Linked DNA regions of Zea mays: region 2 is linked to region 1. Evidence: chromatin contacts called from public Hi-C data. All regions are on one chromosome and are shown on one strand. The core of a region is the stretch at or near the end of the contact, and the rest is flanking DNA. Distances in the headings are between cores, read along the strand shown.

The links. Hi-C and Micro-C count contacts between places; a contact is called where the count stands out from the background.
Region 2: a contact with region 1 is called in a Hi-C map of endosperm, with 2.4 times the contacts expected there. The contact joins the promoter of LOC100275629 here to the promoter of LOC100192681 in region 1. A contact is called at or near these places in 3 of 25 Hi-C or Micro-C datasets (ear, endosperm and tassel).

What each region holds. Positions count from the first base shown.
Region 1 is chr8:153,351,452-153,357,485 of Zm-B73-REFERENCE-NAM-5.0, reverse strand. LOC100192681 (putative RING zinc finger domain superfamily protein) reads left to right here and starts at 4,500. Exons shown (of 6, transcript NM_001137887.2): 1 at 4,500-4,679.
Region 2 is chr8:153,820,873-153,826,540 of Zm-B73-REFERENCE-NAM-5.0, reverse strand. It overlaps LOC100275629, which reads left to right and starts at 2,189. Exons shown (of 2, transcript XM_008656466.4): 1 at 2,189-5,130. The coding sequence starts at 3,628. The coding sequence ends at 5,064. LOC103636162 (homeobox-DDT domain protein RLT2) reads right to left here and starts at 3,342. Exons shown (of 18, transcript XM_008658510.3): 1 at 2,323-3,342; 2 at 1,702-2,205. The coding sequence starts at 2,521.

The DNA of each region.
Region 1 (6,034 bases), core at 3,251-5,750:
GGATTATGTGCTAATTATGTTTGTCTATGTTGTAGGGAAACCCCCAAAGATAGCCAAAAAGGATTGAAGGACTTAGGCTTAAAAGAGCCTAAGTTGTGTCGGTCTGGGTCTCACCGGACCGGTCCGGTGGTGCTTCAGACCAGGTCCGTTGAGGGCCTGGACTTAGGTGCTAGGTAGGCTTGCGCACCGGACCGGTCTGAGGTGCACCGGATCACCTCCATACGTGAATAGTGCGCTCTCGGGAATTTAATTATAAAATTCACCGGTCCAATATTGTTCACGGTCTGGTGTGCCGCCGGACTGTCTCCAATGGTCGGGCGCTGGCGGGCGACAACGCACCAACGGCTAGCTGACGTGGCCCTACGCAGCTAAGGAAACAGTTCAATCAAATCTTGTCCTAGGGGTACGTGGAGCCAGTCCAGTGGTGCACCCGCAGACAGCCCAAATCTGCATTTTTACAAGGCAGGAGGCAACGACTCCTAGGCCACTTGGGGATATAAAAGCTGGCACTAGGCACCTTCATTCAGTACACAAGCATCTCAAGGGACTCTCAACACTCCGACACTTTGCCACAACTCATTCGTGTGATTCTAGCAAGATTCGAGCACCGTCTTAGTGCTGTTCTTCACTTTGGTGTATTGTGCGCTTGTGTTTACCTCTTTTGTGTTGAGTTGCTGGTTTTGATCTCTTGTGCTTGTACTCTCTCCCTCCCTTACTCTGATTTGTGACTCTGATCTTGTGTAAGGCTGCAAGAGACTCCAACTTGTGGAGATTCCTTTTGAATGGGAACAATCTTGATATAAGGAAAAACTATGACACTCAAGTTTGATCTTTAGATCACTTGAGAGATTGAGTGCAACACTTGTCCCTTGGGACACCACAATGCGAAATAAGCAAGCATTTTAGGCTTGATCGAACCACGAGAAAAATCACCGTGTCTTGTGTGCTTATTTGCTTGTGATTTTCTCCCTCTTCCTAAGTCTCTCAAATTCACTTGTAATATTGCTCTTAATCTATTATTTATCTTGAAAGAGCAATCGATTGAAGAGGACTTTCTTTCTACTCAAACTTGATTTTGGCTTATACTAACTTCATTTTTAGACCAAGTTTGTGCTTTTAGAAGAACTGTACTACCGTTACAAGGATCAACCATTTGTAACACTACACCTATAGTATCTACTTCGTAGAGAGCTCCAAAAGGTTTAAAGAAATAAATCTTTTCTCATTCATTACATGAATATGGTTTGTTGTCTACAGTAATCATAAAGACTTTGTTGTCAATATAAAAAGGATAGCTTATTGTGAGCATGTAGTTTACTTTGTCATCTGTTATTTTACATGTTTCAATACATGTGTATCTTTGCCATCGTTTTGAATTGATTGTAGATATTCTTAACCACCCTTCTCCCCTTTGATACCTTTGGAAGGAAGAAGGGCGAAACTAAATAATCATGTTGTCCAGTTGTTTTTTCTTATGAGATAACTCTATAAATAGATGAATAGTGTTACCGTTACATGGATCAACCATTTGTAACACTATGCATGTAGTATCTACTTCCTAGAGAGCTCCTAAAGGTATAAATAAATGAATCTTTTCTCATTCGTTACATGAATATGGTTTGTTGTTTACAGTAATCATAAATACTTCATTGTCAATATAAATGGACAAAGCTTATTGTGAGCATGTAGTTTACTTCGTCATCTGTAATTTTACATGTTTCAATACATGAGTATCTTTGCCATCATTTTGAATTGATTGCAGATATTTTCTTAACCACCCTTCTCCCCTTTGATACTTTGGAAGGAATAAGGGTGAGCCTAAATAATCATGTTGTCCAGTTGTGTTTTCTCATGAGATATCGATAGGCCCACTACACAAATAATATAATGGAACCGATTATGAGAAAGAAAATCTCGAAGTTGAGAAGGCTTTTTTAATTTTAATTTTAATTAATTCTTAGTTATGGTTGATATTGCAATTAGTTTATTAAAAGTATATTTGAAGAACTCGAATAATTCAAAAGTATAGTTGGGTGTCTATGAGCTCCACAACCTTGAGGTCCTTGGATTCTATTGAACTAAAAGACCATTATAATAAATTGGCTAACAATTTCTCTTCTAATAGCTCATGTTATATTGATTGAAATAATCTAAGTAAAGAGCTTAGTATTGTGCAATTGCCTTTATCAGATGAAACAATATCCGCCATGGAGTTTTTTTAGTATGTTATTAGAGAAATGAATTGTTGTGTTAATATTTATATTTCTTATTAGATCTTATTTACTATGTCAGTGTGACATCAACTAAAACAAGTTTTTAAGTTGAAGTTGATGATTATTTAAAGTCAAAAATATTTCAAGAAAAGTTAAATACTTTCGCTACTTTATGCATCGAAAAGATATTATCTATTATTAGACAAGATTGATGTTGGCAATGTCATCAATGGCTTTGCATCTACACAAGTTAGAAGAAATTTATGAGGTAATACCATGATACATACTTATCACTTAATATAAATATTTTTGTGGATGCACCTTGATTGTTTATCGCCAACATATATTATATTATAATATTAACATTAATTAGAAGGATCATGTCCCTAAAAGCTTAAGATTATCGCTGGCCCCTGGTCAGGGACAGAACAATCATGTTGATTATGTTCTTCCTTCACACCGCATAAATAAATAGAGAACAAGACCGATATAGAGAGTTTTGATCTCTCTACTCGAAAGTGAAGAGAACACCATCACCTCTACTCCACTAGAGCCACCAGTGACCGTCGAAATCATTCTTTCTATGACCTTTTCTAATCCTAAAGATTTATTTTTAGTAGCTTGGATTACAAAATAAGGTCCTATAATGGAATAGAGTAGCTTCTAAAACAAGCACCCTAAATATGTTTATCAGATGACAATATAAGTGATAATAGACTCTAAATTTTACATTATAAAATTTAAGGATAGAATCGTATTAGAATCGAGTTTTATTTCTATTAAGTTTTGAACTATAATTAATTAAAAACTCAAATAAATTATGAAGAAACATTTAGATCATGATCTATTAATACATCTAGATGGCAGCGACTAATAGTGGGAAAAACGAAATTGCAACAGCCAACAAGGCACATGAAAGATGCTATATACAGTCCCATGGCACATAAGATCACACGCAGAAACAAAGAGATTGGGCAATTGGCGTCACACGCTCTGTCGCTCTTGTGTCAATTCTTTCCATTCGCCTCTCTCTATTGTAAAAGGAAAAAAAAAACAGCAGACGGATAAAAAGGGGCTCGCAAATGCTATATCCCAAAAAAACGATACGCACCAGAGCCTCTTGCTCCTCGTTAGGGATGGCAATGGGTCGGGTTCGGATCGGGTATGGTAAATATCCGCCCGCGACAATACCCGCGGGCATTACTCATACCCGCCCGCGACTATACCCGCGGGTAGGATTTTGTACCCGTGCCCGTACCCATCGGGTATCGGGCGGGTATCGGATACCCGTGGATATAATTACAATCCACACAAATAAAACACATGATTCACAAACAAATGACAAGGTAGAAAAAACAAAACATAATTAATCTAATTACTGTTACAGAAGCAAACAAAAAACACATGGTTAGCTTTGCTCAGTACCTGTGCTCGGCTTGATGCCTACTACAGTACTGGCTGGGCAGGACGCCGCCCGACCCACCTCCTTGAGCTTCTCGCTCAGCTTCACGTTCCTGCTCTGCATGATGACCGAGCCATCGACGAGAGAGGACCGTCCTAGGCCTTCTGCACCAACAAGGAGACACAGCGGCGGCGGGTGGCGTCCACGGCCACCGGCACCGTGGCCAGCACAACGCGCCCCAGGAAGCCCAAGCGGTGGAGGGACAAGGAAGCAGCAGCACAGGAGCGACGAGCATGGATGTGGCGAGTTATTGCGCGGCCGAGGGGGAGGGGGACATTGCGATTGCCGCCATGGTTGCTTTCCTTCTTTCTTCCTTGATTTCGACGGAGGATGCCTTATGCCTACTGCAGTACTGGCTGGGGCAGGACGCCAGGGATGCAGGGTCGCTCTCGCTCGTCTTGATGCCTACTGCTGGCGGCCGGGTGGGACTTGGTCACTTGGAGCCTAGGGTTAGCCCAGCCGATCACAAGTTGGGCCTGCAATTGGGCCACAGTTGGCTACTTCTCTCCTGTCTACATATTTTCGGATATCCGCGGGTACCCGCGGGTAAAATACAATATCCGAACCCGATCCGATGTTACCTCGGGTCGGGTATGGGTAAAACCCGTGAGTAAAATATTGTACCCGAAACCGAACCCAACGGGTCGGATATCCGCGGATATCCGAACCCACGGGTAATATTGCCATCCGTCCTCTCTCCTCTTTCTCCCCTTTCGCCTCTCTCTTCTTCTACCACCACTCTTCTGCTCGCTAAAAAAAGCTTCTCGAGCTTATAAATACGTTCCCCTTCCCCCCGGCGCCAAGTTCCTCCCCCCGATCCGCTTCCCCCTTCCACCCGCCGATCGCCCTCCGCTCGCTCCACCGCGGCGGGCGATCGCTCATCTCCCCCTAACCTCCCCCGCTCGCGATTCCCGAGGCGAGGTGCCACCCACCGCAGATTTCTTCCGACGGACGGTTGGCTCGCTCACCCCCTACTTCGCTGATCGGATCGCGTGCTGCCCGAGGTGACTACCTGCGACCTCCCCACAGTTTCTCCCGGTATTTCTAACCCGCGATTCGCTCGGGCTAGCTCGATTGCCTTTGTGTGGCCGCGAAGGTATGTGTCTACTTGGGCGCCGGCCATTCATGCGCCAGTGGGCGGAGTGCGGGCGAAGGAATTTGATTCGCGGGAGCGTGCGATTTGAGTTCCCCGTCCGGCACTGCGTGCGAATTTCGTCGGTAATTGGATGAGGGACCTGGGACTGCAAGAGTATAACTGTGCGTATAAGGATACCGCAGTATGGGCATATGATTAATTCAGCTCGGGATTATGGACGGTCGTTTAGTTTCCATGTCTGGTTAGTGGCTAAACTTCAGAGAGGTGTTGGATTCGCCTAAATCGCTCTGCGTTATGTGCATGCACGTTGTGATGGCGTGGAGAACTTTGCTAGGCTAACTAGCATTATTTTGCTGCTTTTGGTAAGTCATCTCGAGGGGCTAGGAGATGCATCTGTCACGCTTGGGGTGTGCGATTATTGTGCAGATATACCATTTTATTGTGCATTTGTGTGCTATTTAAAATAGAAGTGCGCGTGGGTGTGATTATTGCAGAGAATGGGAAAGGAAAGAGTAAATTCCACCGAGCTACCACATTTATGTCCTAAAATCTTCACACAACTTCTGGTCAGTTTTGTAGAACCACTACCACTTTGCCTCCCTTCTCAGAATCTACCACATTTTCTTCCTACAATATTATGATTGCCTGGCTCACTCGTCAGCATCACATAGTGCAAAACTGAGTTAACAAAAGTAGTGGTAAAAATGTGATACTGATGAGTGGCCGCAGGTGTTCATGATAACCTAGGAGGCAAAGAGGTGGCATGTTTGTTTAGAAAGGTGCCCAAAGTGGTGGTAGTTTCTGAAATGGCACTAGAAGTTGTAGTTTTGTGACACGGATAAGAATGTGGTTGTTTTGTGAAATTTACTCAATGAGAAATGTGGGGCTCATGTTAGTTTGAGCCGAGTATGCCGAGCTTATTATGAGTTTGTTGGAGTTGAACTTTCCTTGGTTAAGATACCAATGATAAACATAATGGGGACTACTTTCCAGCAAATTTTGGTGTGGTTTGGGATGTTGAAGTTGTGAAGTTGTGCGGTGGGTACCTCATAGCTGTTTGGTTGGTATTTAGGAAATCAGAAATTTTGGTGTGGTTTGGGATGTTGAAGTTGTGAAGTTGTGCGGTGGGTATCTCATAGCTGTTTGGTTGGTATTTAGGAAACCAGATGACTTTTGGCAAGTGAACTTTACACTTTTTGTTTCATGACTAAAAGCTACAGCTAGTGGATTGGAGAGATGATTCTTAATTCTTCTAGGATGATG
Region 2 (5,668 bases), core at 940-3,439, 470 kb before region 1:
TGGGTATCTCTAGCTCCACAAATTCAACAAGTTTGCAGAGCTGGAATTGGACTAAATTGAGGGGGGTTGGGTGAAGCATTGTGTTCCTATTTTAGACTAAAAATCAAGACAAACCATTTTATTTTAACCCACAAACTCCAAATTAGGTGCGAAACAAGGAGCTCAAACAATCCCAAATAGGCCCCAAATTTCATCCTATGCCACATCAAGTGCGGAAAGGGAATATAATACAGAAAATTAACACAGCACAAAAAAAACAAGTATTTGAATTGAGAAACAAGGAAACTGATGATTAAGAACTATAAGGAAGTGTACTAGAAAGGGAAAAAAAGACAGCTGCTATCTAGTATCTACACAAATCATTTGTACACCTCCTTTTTATCCAAAAGATCAAAGGGGTCAACTCAGTTAGGTGGTTTTTTACTTCCAACCCGAAAGGGATTAAAACGCTTACTCCCTCGAACACCAAGTTCAAGTCCATCTAACATTCTTCCAAATATGCCTTGTTTGGGACTGGTCCACTCCATGTTTTTCAGCTCCACTACGTTTTTAAGCCAAACAGGTGCAGCCCAAGAACACCTAAAAGGGTGCTCCAACAACTCTAGTTTTTTTGTGGAGCTGCTCCACGGTGGAGTTTATGAAGCAGTCCCAAACAAGCCCAATTTATCCATGACTACTCCAATGCAACCTTTGGCTTCATACTATTATGTCTGCCCATGCTTAAATGTACCCTAAACAATGCAGCAAACTTGCCAGCTACCCTAACTTTTTAGCAATAATTGGAGGGCAATAGGATCATGGTAAGCCTTACCTTTCATGTGCCTAAGTCTACATGGACTTATATTTGGAATTAAAAGTAGTAGTTGTGACAGAGTTGTACAGATGGGACATATGTGGAGCAATTCCAAAACAAAATGTAGAAATTAAGATTTTTAGGCACTTCAGATGTGCATGAGCAAGAAAATGCCAAGTTTATGTACAACAAAAACGATTACCAAACAGAACAGGTAATATTACAAGAACTCCAATATTCCATATAAGAAAAATGTAGCTCATGTAAACAAGGTCTAGAATGGGCCACACAAATTAATAGGGATAGATGGTTGCATATTTAATAGAGACTATTATGGATCTCAGTTTTATCAGCAGGAAGTAAAACATGACTGTGCTCAATGAGACCTTATGACGTGCAAATATTACTTGACGGTCCCTCACATACAGAAATAATATTAAGCTGAATGCCCATCTATAGAAAGAATATTAGTTTTATTCTTAATCCAAGGATGACCTCTTGCGAATAATAGACCTGTGAATTTCCGCGCTTACTCATCTAAAATTTTCATCGGTCAATCATGCATATCCCTAGCCATATTATCTACTCCAGCATACTGATAACATATACTAGTACCATATACTTGTATCATTAAATCCGCCTCTCCAACCATACTGGATCAATCTACTTACTGGAATATAAAAAGAACTGACTAAAATCAAATACAATGTTCTTTTACCATAAGCAAAGGCCACACAGAAGATTAGTGACTTAAGTCAAATACTTTAAAACGACGTGTCCAAAATCAACAATCATTCAGCCATGGCATATGAGAAGCTTGAACATATCCACATACAGGCCACCTTGAGCATTCACTAGCTTAAAACTTTTTCATAAAACACAACGACTTCAGATTTCAATATGCATACCAATCGGTGCACCAAAGGCGCCAGGAGGAAGGGGATCAAAATTAATGCCAAGTGCTGGACCATCCTCCCTCAACGGTTCCCCGAGCTGTGACTCCACAGAATTAATCACACGGAGCTCATATTGTGTGAGCTGCATCAACGGCGTTATCATAACTGGTGGTGGCTCATAATACCTCCTCCCGAGATCCGGCATGGAAATCCTAGGGACTGCTGAGGACCGCCCAGCACCCCTTCGCAAGTGAACCGGCTGCAGCAGCTTATCATACGGCCCAGGAGCGCCCACCATAAGGTCACTGCTTGCCACTGGCATCACAGGTGCTGGTAACACCGGCGGTGGAGGCATCACTGGTGCTAGTGCGGACTCTTCATCCCGCCGTTGCCGCTTCGATGGTGGCTTGCGGTCCTTGAGGCGGCGGTGGCAGAACCACATTTGCAGCTGCCTGTCCGAAAGCCCTATCTTCGCTGACAGCTCCAGCCGCTTAGCTTCGGACGGATAATGCTCCACTGCAGCAAACCACCCAGAAATGCTCAATCGATAAAAGCACCCAAAAAAACCAGCGGGGAGGAAGAACACAAAAAAAAACATTTGAATGGATTCATCAAAATCCTCATTCCACAAACCCGCATAGGTGTACTCCAGAACCTCGAGCTGGTAGGGGGTTTTCATCACCCGCTTCACCGGCTTCTCCCCCGACCCTGAGGTCCCCGCGCTCGACCCAGGCGCAGAAGCCGCCACTGGCGCCGGAGGCACGGTCGTGGCATCGGCGGGGCCCTTCGGCGGCGCCTTCCCGGCACCGTCCCCGTCCCTGCCGGCGTCCATGGCGGCGATCGACGGCCTGGAAACCTAGATCCGAGCACCTTCTGCAAAGCAAGGCGCATAAACTTCACAACTTTTGTCGCCCCACCTCGTAGCGCCTGCCCGCACCAAATGCCTCGCAGTCCAGTCGATATTGTACCCCGCGTCGCGGAGCGAGGAAAAAGAAGGCGAATCGATGTGTGGCCGGATCTCCGTGGCGAAGAATACCAGCACCGATGACCGAACCGGGAGGAGGAAAGGAACACTGACACAAACAATAACTTGAACACCACGAACACCGCCGCGACGGATGGGTGGGTAAAAGGCGACGAAGAAGAAGAGGGCAAGGATAGGGATGTGGAGGAGAGATTGGGGAAGCCGCAAGCCAGGAACAGCAACGGGAAGGGCAACTGCTCGAACTGGGACGATTATTACCCACGCGCTGCGGCGCTGGGGATTGGGTTTGGATCGCTGCTGCCATTGTGTGCAGCTAATAAAAACCAAACCCCGCCTTCCCTTTTCGCTCAGGCTTTGTATTTCTTTTGTTTTCTTCCGTGGCAGAGTGGAGTGTGTTTTGTGTTTGTGCGGCGGCAGCTGCTGCTGAGCAGCGAGGAAAAGAAATTAAATGGAATATTTGGATAGATGGAGAGAGATGGATGGGATGGAATAATTAGCAGCGTAGCTGGTGCTCAGATTTCTTGGGTTTGATCTTTGCGGACTTGCGGAGTGGTGGTGGGCTTTTTGTGCTTTTGATTGACTAGCTGCGTTCCGGTGCTGGGGCGGATGGATTTGGACTTTTCGTGGTGCCCGCGGATGCGTTCATAGGACTGTTCCTCCTGTACGAGGGAGAAGCCATTGGACGAAGCGCGCTTGAACTTGTTCGGATCCTCTGCGGCGTGAACTTCGCGAGACATCCTGTTCGGGAAGGAGGGAACCGCACACTCCAGCCTCTAAAGCCTCCTAAAGCCTGTGGGCACGCGGCTGGTGGCGTAGGCGTGCGATCCTCATCACTTCCTCAGAACGGAGACCCTGCTGTCCTGGAACCCCGCTGTTGAGGTCTGGGCTCAGACCATTCCAGCCCACGCATCCTCCTCGGCATTCCGTCGAACACCTCTCTTACCACCGCCCCCATGCCGCCGGCCAACTCCACGCCGCCCAAATGGCCGAAGACCCTCACCGCAGACCACCTCCACCGCCTGGTTCGGGCCGAACGGGACCCTCGCCGCGCCCTTGCGATCTTCGACGGTGCCACCGCCGCCGCTTCCACTTCGGCGCCAGACCCCATCACCCCGTCTCTGGCCACCGTCTCTCTCCTTACCTCTCGCCTCGCCTCCGCCGGCCACCTCCCCCTCGCCACCTCCCTCCTCTCCCGCTCACGCGGGGTCTTCCCCTCCGTTGCCGCTCTCGAGCCTCCCTTCCTCGGCCTCCTCCGCGCCTTCTCCCGCACGCACCGCCCGCTCGCCGCTCTCCACCTCTTCCGCTCCGCCCCCTCCGACCTCGCGCTCCCCCACTCTGCTCGCTCCTACAACGCCGTCCTCGCCGCTCTCGTCGCGCACTCGCACCTCCCCCTGGCCCGCTCCCTACTCGCCGACATGCGCGCCGCCGGATTCGCCCCCACCGCTGCCACGTACAACGTCCTCCTCAAGGCCCACTGCTCCGACGCCGCCGCTCACATCGAAGATGCTCTCCGTCTTTTCCGGAACATCCCCAAACCCGATGTATGCTCCTACAACACCATCATCGACGGGCTCTGCCGCCGCGGCCGCCTGGCGGAGGCCCTCGACATGTTCTCTGAGATGGTTGGGAAATGCATTGCACCTACCGTCGTTACTTACACCACTGTTATCCATTGGCTTGCAAGGGAGGGCTGCTTTGATGATGCCTTAAAGATATTTCATGAAATGGGGAGGAGAGGGGTCTCGCCTAATCTGGTCACTTATAGTTCACTGATTGATGGACTGTGCAAGGGTGGACGTGCCACATCGGCATTAGAATTGCTGGATAGAATGATCAAGGAGAAGAAACTGCCAAATATGATCACATATAGCTCGGTGATTGATGGACTCTGTAAGGAGCACATGCTGAGTGAGGCAATGGAGATCTTGGACCGGATGCGACTACAGGGGAGGAAGCCTGATGCTGGGTTGTTTGGGAAGCTAATTGTTGGGCTATGTGATGCAGGAAGGGCTGTGGAAGCTGCAAATTACCTGGATGAGATGGTTCTTGCCGGTATTGAACCAAACCGGGTGACTTGGAGCTTGCATGCCAGGATAAACAATACCGTGCTGACAGCATTATGTGATAAGGGTGAACTTGGCAGGGCTTTTCAGGTCTACCAGAGCACAAGGACTCGTAGTATTTCTACCGACCCAACCACTTTCCATCTTCTTGTTGAGAGCTTCTCCAAAAATAACATAGAGAAAGCTGCCCGTGTTGTGCTTGACATGCTGTCGGAGAGATGCATCCCTGAGAGGGAGACATGGGATGTTATTATCAGTGGGTACTGGAGTAAGAAAAAGGTGAGGCAAGAAGCCAAGGAAATCTGGGACCATATAACAGTTAGTTGATTTTAGAATTTGGCTCTATGTTGTGTTATTACCTGGCGTCGCCTAGCGCGGGAGCTTACTCGTCAGGTATGATGTGATTATATCTCCTACCTCCCTTCTGTATACTACATACATGATTTCATAGAGTACTTGTGTGCTTTGCAGTGGATCTTTGGATGTGGATGTGGGGAGAGTCTTTCTATTATCGAGACATCTGTGCTAGCAATATTGAGAACTTAAGATTTATAATTTATTGACAAAGTAAAATAGAGTTAAGTTCTTGTTTGCTGTATGTGCTGGTTATGTTCCCTTGATGGTTAGTTGAATCTTGTGCTTAGTGTTATTCGACTATGGTGTAGAAGCATAAATGCTGCGTAGGCATGGTGCTACTTCTCTATTATTGCCAGCTTATTCATAACTAGAAATGATTAAATCTTTTTGTTCTGCACATATGCTCTAGTTTTGCTTTCTAACAAAGGAAGAAAATATTGTTTAGATAAAACAAAATAAAAAAATATAACTGGTGTTTGTACTGGAAACAATTCTAGTTTTGTTTAGGATTCAGACTAGTCATTATCAACTTCTGTTTATGATGTCCCATCTACTTAATTTGTGTTTAGATATA